Linked DNA regions of Gossypium hirsutum: region 1 is linked to region 2. Evidence: chromatin contacts called from public Hi-C data. All regions are on one chromosome and are shown on one strand. Each heading gives the region's core, a stretch centred on a gene start, on an enhancer-like site or on the middle of the called end of the contact. The rest is flanking DNA. Distances are from core to core; before and after follow the strand shown.

The links. Hi-C and Micro-C count contacts between places; a contact is called where the count stands out from the background.
Region 1: a Hi-C map of hypocotyl shows a contact between it and region 2, with 2.5 times the contacts expected there. The contact joins the promoter of LOC107886276 here to the promoter of LOC107886322 in region 2. A contact is called at or near these places in 4 of 34 Hi-C or Micro-C datasets (anther, fibers, hypocotyl and 1 more).

The regions. Positions count from the first base shown.
Region 1 is chrA03:86,652,380-86,657,977 of Gossypium_hirsutum_v2.1, reverse strand. LOC107886276 (1-aminocyclopropane-1-carboxylate oxidase homolog 4) reads left to right here and starts at 2,795. Exons shown (of 3, transcript XM_016810179.2): 1 at 2,795-3,427; 2 at 3,655-4,042. The coding sequence starts at 2,985.
Region 2 is chrA03:86,413,440-86,418,796 of Gossypium_hirsutum_v2.1, reverse strand. It overlaps LOC107886322 (nudix hydrolase 18, mitochondrial), which reads right to left and starts at 3,777. Exons shown (of 5, transcript XM_016810221.2): 1 at 3,005-3,777; 2 at 2,627-2,732; 3 at 2,437-2,520; 4 at 2,209-2,337; 5 at 1,625-2,107. The coding sequence starts at 3,078. The coding sequence ends at 1,952.

The DNA of each region.
Region 1 (5,598 bases), core at 1,546-4,045, 240 kb before region 2:
AAATGGAAACAAAAAGCCTGGAAGCAGCTCAGATTCAGATGCGAAGCAGAACAAACTTACAGAACTATTGAAAACCGGTTGATATATGCAGAGCAACTTACCGACAGATGACAGTTGAGCATATTCGCCCAAAACCAACATACCATGGGTACTTTTCAGTCACATGGGACAATCAGACACACCCAATCTCGCGTGCCATTCAGATACAGTAGCAATAATTCACAAGTCAGTCACACAGTCACAATAACAGTTTAGTCAAACAGTTGTAGAGAGAATCTACCAAATTCACATAGGCACAAGTGCCTTTCAGTTGATCAGTAATGTATTCAGTCACAGTATCACATTCAGTCACGACATCAGGAATTCTCAACCATTCACAAGTTTCAATTCAATCAACATATCAACCAGATGCATATAAGTGCAAATGAGTTATAAATTAACCCACCCATCCAGCCAACACACCATCTCCGTCCAAACACAATCTCCGTCCAACCCTACACTCCCTGTGGGGATTTAATCAACCCACCCATCGCTACACTCTAAGTAGGACCTCGAAAAGCCCATCCAACCCTGCACTCTATATGATGTCATCCCGGATTACCTGGCAACGATGATCATCAGCATTGTCAACGATCCTCAGTGTATTGAGGACTGCCCTCAGCCCTCTGGGAATTCGGGCTAACAGTATGCAAATAAACTGTCAGTTACATAAATTACACAGCAAAGCTAGTGTATCGGCTGTATAGTGCAATGCGGCGAACTGCGGTACAGACATGCAGTATGAGCTGCCAACTCAGATAATGGTACGTGCAGAGCTAACGTACATGCGGTACAGTGCAATGCGGTAATCCGCTATACCGATAGATTACAGTAAAATTGCCAGTTCAGTCACTTTCAATCTCTCTTCTCTTTAAAATCCCACCCAAAATAGTTTATGCATTTGTATATATGTATGTATGCAGTAAGATGCATACAATCAAAACACAATTACAGACAGTCATTCAGAAGCAGTCACTCACATCCAGTCAATCAGTTACAGAAAAGCGTACACTCGTTACTCAGATTCAGTGTCAGACACGCCCAATTACAAGTAACGCATAAACCGAATTCAGAACAGAGTCACAATTACCCTTACTAAAGCTTAGCTAAGGGTTGAAACACACTTAGGGTCATGATTGCACTTAAATTGACCTAAAATTAAAACTTGGCGAGATAGGGCCACACGCCCGTGTGGAGCAACCCAGGTCATGTAGGAGTCCAAGTGCCCTTGTAAAGGGTAGTACACGACTGTGTGACTGAGGCACATGCCCGTGTGAAGCAGAGACACAACCGTGTGAACATGCCGTGTAACTTTTTGTCTAAAATCACTAAAATAAAGTGTAGGGGAGACACGATTGTATGAGGGTCTCACATGCCGGTGTGGAATTCCTAAATCCCCAAATCAACCACAGGACCGTGTGACTCCAAAACTCAAATCCCAAATTCCCAAACTCATATGCCCATGTGCCTAAGGGACACGATCGTCTGAATTCTGACAAAATCCCCAAATCGGCCACACAGCCATGTGGCACCCAAAATTGACTGGAAACCCTAATTCCCAAATCCACACAGCTGTGTGCCTTGGCACACGCCTGTTTGGTTGTCGAAGAGGTCACAAAACCACAAAAAAAAACAGCTCGAAACCACCATCTAAGCCACCGAAATCATCCCTAATCTTTGCCCTATCAAGAATATATCAGAAAATGGTAGTTTCTCCTCACTTCCAATGTCTAGAACCTAAGATCTTCGGGTTAACACAAAAACAAAAATATGTCGAAACATAAATTTTGCGAAAACGATACTGTAAAGACAAGGTTTCTAATCCTACACCTGTTTCGATGACGAAACAATCGGAGACGATGATAGAGGAGCGGAATTCCAGAAACCAAAAAGCAAAAACCATTCTTTGAGTACTTTTTTCAAAAGCGAAAAGAATAAAAACTAAAGAGAAAAGTAGAATAGAAAACACGTCCAGAAAATAAAGAAAGTAAAAAAAATAGAAATAAAAGTAATAATAATAAAATTAATAACAATAACTAAAAATATATTAAATTAAAACAAATAATTATACACTTTTAAATTAAAACATCAACAAAATAAAATAATATCCTCCCAAATGTGCACACAAGGACTTAAACCCAAAACCTAAAAGTTCATTATCACTCACTTAACCACTAGACCAACAGGCTCATTCTGACACTAAATTGCACAGCTAAACAAATATGTGCAACCTCCTCACTGTCCCTACACTCAAAACCCAAAACTTCTAGGCCTAGAATTCGGGGTGTTACATAAATTATTATAAAACCAAAGTCACATATATCAACTAAGATAAAACCCAAAATTTACATATAATGTTGTTTTGTAGTTTTCAAATTTGAAATTGAGTAAGTTGATTTCTTTGAAAAAATTAGAATAATTTAATTTATATGAATTTTAAAAGTGAATAATTAATAACAATGTTAATGTTTTTTTACTAATTATACATAGTTTTGATTGGTATAACAATAAATTTAGTACATAATGTTTATATACTTTGTCAATTTAGTTTTAATTATAAAAATTTTAACAAATTTAATCTCAACATTTACATAGATTAAATTTATTAAATAGAGACCACATTAATAAAATATTTAAAATTTGAGAGCTAAATTTATTATTATATCAATAAAATTAGATATGTTATTTTAAATTTTTAAGAACAACCAATAATTGAATTATAATTTTAAATATTAAAACTGGAGATTAATTATCCGTAGTGTAGTCCTAATATAGTTAGTGTGACCCAGGATGGAAAGTTTGAAAGAAAAGACAAGGTACGTGGGGCAATCAAGTACAATAGCGTAGAGATGTATCTTGCTAATTGCTATATTATAAACTTAATTCTTTAAGTTACAAATCTTCCTTCCCACAGCTTCACTTCAGTTGTTAGCAGAAGAAAAAGAATGGCGACAACCGTGGATTCCGGAAACCAGTACGATAGAGCCGAAGAAGTAAAAAGATTCGATGACTCAAAAATTGGAGTAAAAGGGCTAGTCGATTCTGGTCTCACCACTATCCCTCGCATCTTCCTTCACCCACCCGAAACTTTATCCGACCTCAAACCCAAACCCAAACCCAAGTCGGTTGCCATACCCACCATCGACCTCTCGGGGCCCCGTTCGACGGTCGTGGAGCAAGTAGCTGCTGCATCTCGATCCTTTGGGTTCTTTCAGATTGTAAACCATGGAATTCCCGTCCAGGTTCTTGACCGTATGATCGCTTCCATCAGAGCCTTCCATGAGCTGCCCACCGACGTCAAGGCCAGATTCTACCGCCGTGACGCCGGAACCGGTGTATCCTTCATTTCCAACGTTGATTTGTTCCACTCTAAAGCCGCTAGCTGGAGGTATCTTATCCATTTGTGTTTTATGGAATTGGGTTATCTTTTCCTCCCAATTTTGATTGATATATTCGTATCAATAGTAGATAATAGGTTTCGACTTTGATTGAAAAATAGGTTTTTTTAGAAGAGATTCAAGCAAAATTAAAGAGCAAAACAAACCCAATTTTTACCAAAATAATTATGGATAGGATTCACACATTGAAAATTGAAAATTTTGGGTGAAATGATAGGGATACACTCCAGATAAGACTAGGACCAACTCTTCCGGAGCTTGAGCACATTCCGGAGGTTTGTAGAGACGAAGTGGTTCAATGGAACTTACATTCGACAACATTAGGAGAGCAGCTGATGGGGTTGTTGTCGGAAGGGCTGGGATTGGATAAGGATACCATCAAGAATACTACATGTTTGGATGCAAGAGTAATGGTTGGGCACTACTATCCATGCTGCCCCCAGCCTGATCTGACAGTGGGCATCGCATCACATACAGATCCAGGAGTGTTAACGTTGTTGCAGCAGGATCACACCGGTGGGCTGCAGATTAAGCATGAAGGGGAGTGGGTGGATGTCAAGCCTGTTCATGGAGCTCTTGTTATAAACATTGCAGATATTCTTCAGGTAAGGTCTTTTAGAGGCTGAAAGCCTAATTTACAACATTAGAGAATAAATTTTACATTATTGAAGTTCCATTGGATAAAATGGTAGCAGTTAGTTCTGCTTTCAACTTGGAGAATTGATGTTTCTTACCCTCCCAACATCTGATTGAAGCATTGCCCTTTCAAAGTTTAATAAATTGAAAACTTTTAATTTTTATTACTTTTTAATAAAAAAATTGTAAAAAATATTAAAACCCAAAAAAATAATGAAAATTTATAAAAATTCAACAAATCAATAAAAATATTAAAAATTATATTTTAACATAAAATATAGAACCATTCTTTTTTGTGATTCTATTTAATTTAGGTTTCGTTTGTTTCACTGAAAATTATTTCTTGAAAATGATTTATAGAAAATGATTTATTTTTCTGAAAAAATTAATATTTTCTAGTGTTTGGAGGAATCTACGAAAAATATTTTCTATTGTTTGGTAGATTTCTTAGAAATATTTTATAAAAGTTGTTTTCAATTAAACAAATATACATTTGAGATTTTCTTATTTTTTCATTGTTTAATTGAATTTATTTTTATTTATAATTTTATATTTTACATTGTTTTTTCATATATTAAAAATATTATGTTAAATTCAGATTCATTTTTTAATTACATGACTACTAAGTGAGTATTTTTTATTTAAAAATGTAACATCAACAAAATTGAAAAAAAATAACGATGTCTACAATTGGACTTGATTTTCAAATTTGAAAAGTAAAGGAACTAAATTCTTGAAAATAAAAGTACAAAGACTAAATTACAAATTTATAAAGTATATATAGACTTATGACATATTTTAACCTTTATACTACAAAACATTTATTATTAATATATTTATAATTGTAATAAATATTTATTATAAAATATTAATATTGAATATTTTCAATAATATGTGAATAATATTATTTAAAATTATTATTTTTAAAATTTATTATTAAAATAAAATTAAAATATTATTAATAAATTATATTTATTATATTAATAATTTATTATAAGACTAAATATAAATAATTAAATATGTATGTTTAATAATATTAAAAATATAAAATTTTAAATATTTTAAAAAATAAAAAAAATTATTATCAATATAATAATATTAAACTTATTTTACCTTAACTTGTAAGTCATTTTCCGTTAACTAAACTATTTTCTGTGAAACCAACACATGAAAATACAGAAAATATTTTCCGTAAAACTTTTTACATGTAAACAAACGGACCCTTAATATTGTGGTTGAGCTGAGTTTGATCTTTATATTTTCTACTACAATATTTGCAGAAGAATGGTTTGTGATAAATTTTAAATGCATCTATCCCTAGGGCAATCAGCCTGTAAGTAAGAAAAGTCAACCTAGCTATAAGATTAAATCAATGTAGCTTCTCGTCTGAATCAAGCCGGGTGAATATGCATTCTACTAAAAGTAAAATATGAGCCTATTAGAAGTTGAAGCATTGTTGTCTTTGTAATTATTGGAACTGCTAATGATTTTATTTGTTGCTACGAATGGTGGTGCTTTGCGGCAA
Region 2 (5,357 bases), core at 2,528-5,027:
TGGTGTTGACGACAAATAGTGGAATAGATAATCAGCCTCCTTTGGTGAACTTACACCAACAAAAAACCATATTAGCCTTTAATCAACCTCTAGTAGACTTGAATTAGACACCCTCTACAATCTTGAAGAATTAAAGCAAAAATTCTATCAAGAAAGAAATAATAAACTAATCTTGTAAGAAAATCACCCTTAGAATATTTTAATAATAAAAAAATCAAGAAAAATACATATTATGGTGGCTACCCATGCTTAGCTATTTATAAGCATGTGTCTTACTTGAACCCCAAGTAAATATTGAATCTCCCAAGACTTAGTCAACTATCTTGCAAAGTAAGTTACATAAACTTCTTATTAATCTAAAATATTTAAAAAAATTGAAATAAACAAATCCAAAAAATATAAAACTTAATAAATACATTATTGGGCTTATATATGATCAAATTTGAGCATTAAAATTGAACCCAATATTATTTAAAAACTAAGTAAAGTCTAAAAACTTGTTATTCCCACTTTAATCACGTCCAAACAATTCTGCTAGCGTAGTTTTTACTAAAATGATCATATCTTAAGCTTCTGAAGTCAAAATAAGGTAATTCAAAGTGCGTTTCAAAGTTAATATACTAGTTTTTCATCCATATGAAGACATCTCAACCTATCTAAATCTCATCCAAAAATTCATCGCAAGACAATTGTTTTTTTTTAACTTGGAAATTGACAGCTTTGGTGAAATTAATTTAATGAGTTTCAACCCATCCATGAATGCATTAAAATGGTTTTTAGAATCGTACCAATTGCCGAACCAGTCAAGCCATGGTTCGTTGTCCAACTGATTCAACCGTCAATTGAGTTCAATTAAATAAATTATTAAAAAATTCATAAAATTTTAAAAAGAAAAACAAATATATACTAAAAAATATAAAACCTGGTCCAACCAGTTCAGAGTGGTTCATGGTCCAACCAATTCAACCTCTTTATCCTGATATGTATACCAGCGGATTTCAATTCCAGCTGACCAATCTGATTGGATTCCAACTATGAATTTAAACGGGTCCTCCAGTGTGTACAGTCCCCAACTTTCTACTATTTCCTTGGATGCTACAGTATGGAGGGACCATGTAACTCAAATCCAGTGGCTGCCTCTACTTGAGATGGCTTGGTGTCTATCCCCTTCAAGCTCCATCCAAATTTCTGAAGTGGCTATTGGTGTCTTCTTAGGGGGTCCTTGTGATGGTATCGCCTTCCAATGAAAGACGAGCACTGTTGGTTGTCTTGAGAGATGACGTTTTGGCCTTGATGCCTTCTTAGTTTTGGAACTTCCGGAATGAAAGCGATTCTCTTTCAAAAGCCAAGCAATTCTGGGCATATTAAAACCAAACGTCACATAAATAAGATAAGGTTCCACTCAGCTAATTCTGAAATGAAAGCGATTTCTCTTTCAAAAGCCAAGCAATTGGGGACCTCACATGGTTAGAACATGCTGCCCCCAAGTGGTCCCTTAAATGCTTGATAATTATTGAACTTGTACCAGCCTTGAGATTTGTGCGATTTAATTAGTCCAGTTTTCTTCTTTTTGTACTAAAAAAGTTCAAAGATTAGTGCGATTAAATTATTGAACTTTCAAAGATGTTATAATTGGTAACTGATTTACATTCAAGTAGATTAAACTTCAAGGGCCAAATATACAACTTGATACAAAATCTCTTCATTTAGGGTTCTTTCCCCCTTTTTTTCCCACTAATTTCTCATATTAATTGCTTCCTAAGAAGCTGCAACTAGCAGTGCACCCAACATCCAAAAATTTACAGTTATTTTCCTAACATTTTACCCAGCTGTGAGTGACTGTATTTGGTAGCCAACATAATTGGCCATAACCATTGCTGGTTGCTGATCCTCCTTGGTTTTCAACAGAAGATTCAAATCTAAACAGCCTCAGAAAAATGCCCCCCATATTTTACAAACTACTAATCTTTGCCACTAAATCAGAGCAGATGTTTGGATAATTTTGTTCATTTTGCTGCTTCAATGAGTTGAGTCTTTCAACCAATATGTCTAAAGCTTCCTTCATCCACCAATGCTGGCACACATCCCTGGCTTCTTTAACATTCATCTGAACACAATCAAAGGAAAAAGCAAATCAATGAAATGAAACTCGGAAGTCATTTTTCAAGTGTTCAATGTAAGAAGTGAAGAACAGTAACAAAAGCTTACCCACGTCCTTTGTCTCAGATTTTGCTCAGGCCAGAAATCAAGTTCTTCTTTCACAAGCAAAGGGAACATATAACCTTCATAAAATGTGCCATGGCTTTTGCTTATGAAGTCCCACTTCCCCAGTTCACACTGTTTTAAAAGTATATATAAATATTAATAAGAATTTCAGTTCGAGAAACGTTGGGATTTTTAAACAATGATTAAGGAACAGTTGAATTAAATAGTAACCTCAACATTGCCTCGAACACCAGCTTCTTCAAGTGACTCTCTTAATGCAGCTTCTTCTCTAGATTCATCAAGCTCCCAACCACCCTGAGAATTAAAACCAAACAGCCCCACAATAATTATTAATGCAAGATTTGACAGAGCAAACAAGAGTTTTAATTAACTTTTTTGAAACATTACTGAATCTTTATACCTTGGGAAACATCATTTTTTGACATTTCTGGGAGGAGATCACAAGTACCTCCAAGTCATCAGTCATGGTTCCATCACTGCTAGATTTGTATCTATAGGGAATGCACCTGCAATCGTCGAAATTGAAGAAATGAGTTTTGCCATCATTCATCCCAAGAAAAAAGATTTTTTTTCTCTCTTTATACAATAAAATGGAAACAGTCCAAGGCTCCTAGCATGAAATTTCTGACCAAAAATGTCAGGCCCCAGTTCAGAAAAGAACAAAATTTTCAACAGGAGCCCAGAAAAATTAAAGATAAGGGAACAAATAAAATTTCTCAAGACGAAAAAAAAAAAAAGGATGAAGCAAATCAAACTCTCTTCATCATGAAAATCTCACCCAACAACTTGGCGTCGGCCTAGGTTATCGTATCGCTGCAAGTGCCTTCCAGTGCGAGAAACCATGCAAACCATCCTCAAACAAATTGAAAATAAACGATCGAACAAGAACCAAGAATACCCAGAACCAATAAATTGAAAGAAGAACTAAATAGAACAATTTATGGAAGCAAATAAGCTTAGCCCCTGACGAAATTAACCAGATATTATTATTTTTCTTTTGTAAATTATAGAAACAATCCCGGGAGATAGGCTTCTTCAGAGTATAAAGAAACTGATTATCGTAAAATTGGAGTATATTTTCAGGTAAAAAGGCAACAAAAAGAGAAAGATAATTGAGAGAGAAGCTGAAAATGTAAGGACATGGAATTGGGTATTTATAGAAAAAAGGGGAGAGAGAGAGAGTAAACAAAATTAATTAATTAAACACAAAGTTAGTGCATAATAGTAGTAGTAGATGATGATAATGATGTTTATGATTCGAAAAAAGGGTAGGTGTTGAGACGCGTCTCCTTCTATAAGCTTCGGTGCCGTTTCGTTAACGAGGGTTTAGAGTTTTATTAGTTTAATATTATTTTATTAGAAAAAAAAAAAGAGAGGGTTTTTATAAGGTGTTGTAGCCAACACGTACACGGTTGATCTGATGTAAAAAGGAATTGACTTTCTTTATCAAGCATCTCGCTCACGTGTGCGATCATTGGCTATGCATGTTGGCTGTTTTTCTTTGAGAAAAATGAAAAGAAGGAAAAAGGAAAAAGTGGAAAACGGCTGTGTATGCTTCTTATTTGGTCTTATCTGGGTTTTATGCCGCAGTTTAAGTGTATAGATAAGATTGTACATGTTGGCTTTTTTTATTTTCAATTTTGTATTTGTCATTAATAAAGTTAAATTTTGGGTTTAAAAAATTAAAATAATCTTATTTGTCATAATACAAATTATAATTATACAATTATATAATGTAGATTTTAAAAAATAATATTTATTATAGAAATGGTGAGCTAATACTTAAGTACGAATTTCTATAAGGAGGTACAAAATTTAAAATCAAACCATCTTATATAATATGTTAATTCAAGAAAGTATTTCGTAATATGATTATTAATAAAATTAATAAGAAAATAGATATTCTAATGCAATTTTATTTAATTACTCTAACATTCAATTTTTTTGTGTTATTCTCTCTTTAACATTTAACATATACTCATTGTGATCCATTGGAATAAATAATTTCATAAAAAATAGTATAAATCATTTATAATAAATGCTATGTAATTTAGTTAATTATTTAATAGCTCCAAATATATGAGAAACTATCTCGTCAATAAGATTTTCATATTATTTAAGCAATATAACATATAATTATATTTAAAAATAAAATGTATATCCTAAAATTATAAATTTTAAAAATAAAATTATGAACAAACATAATAGGATTGTTTTAATTACACTCAATTAAGTGATTACCAAAACTGCTATAGAAGAAATAATTATACCGACTTTCCAAATAAGCCTAGAGTTCAATTAATGAGTATTTATATGTATTTATTAAATAGTTATTAGAGGATTATATTTTTGGTTAACACATTACTTATAAATATTTCCAATATAATTTTTTTTATTAAAGTTCAATATTATTTAATTTTAAATAACGCTTTTTATATTTCTAATAATTTAAAACTAAGATTGACGGCTATAAAGTATATACATTAACAAGTTATAGCTATTTTCATTTAGGGAGCGGTTCTATGTCCGCAACATATAACATTACATGGATACTTTTATTGATAGAATTTATGGCTTTTCTCCATTTTTTTTCTTTCATTATGTACTTAATGTAAAATTTGTTTTTCATAATATAATTAATATAAACATATTTTTTCGTTAATAATTAATATAAAATTACTTCCCATTATAAAATATATTTTATTAAACTGTATTTTTTATTGACTTTAATAGAAAATATTAAATTTAATCATTAAGGGTTGAATTTATGATCACATCATATGTTATAAAAATATGATGTAAAAGGATAATTATAAAAGAAAAAAATCTGAAAGGATGAGTGATGGGTTTAAAAATTAAGTTAGTTTGTATAAATGGATAAGTATGTATATTATCATGCATATGAAATAACTTTCAATTTTAAAGTCGACCAAAAAAAACTTTTAATTTTAAAGAAAACAACTAAAACATTTAAAATTTTATATCTCTGTGTGTTATAATTGAATAAAGTTATTTTTGATATTTCCAACTGAGTTAATATTTAGTTTATTCAGATTTATTTAAGTATAGAGCATATATTATGTTGTTATCTTAATTTCCTTTTTAACTTAATTTTAACAATTTCTTTCTTT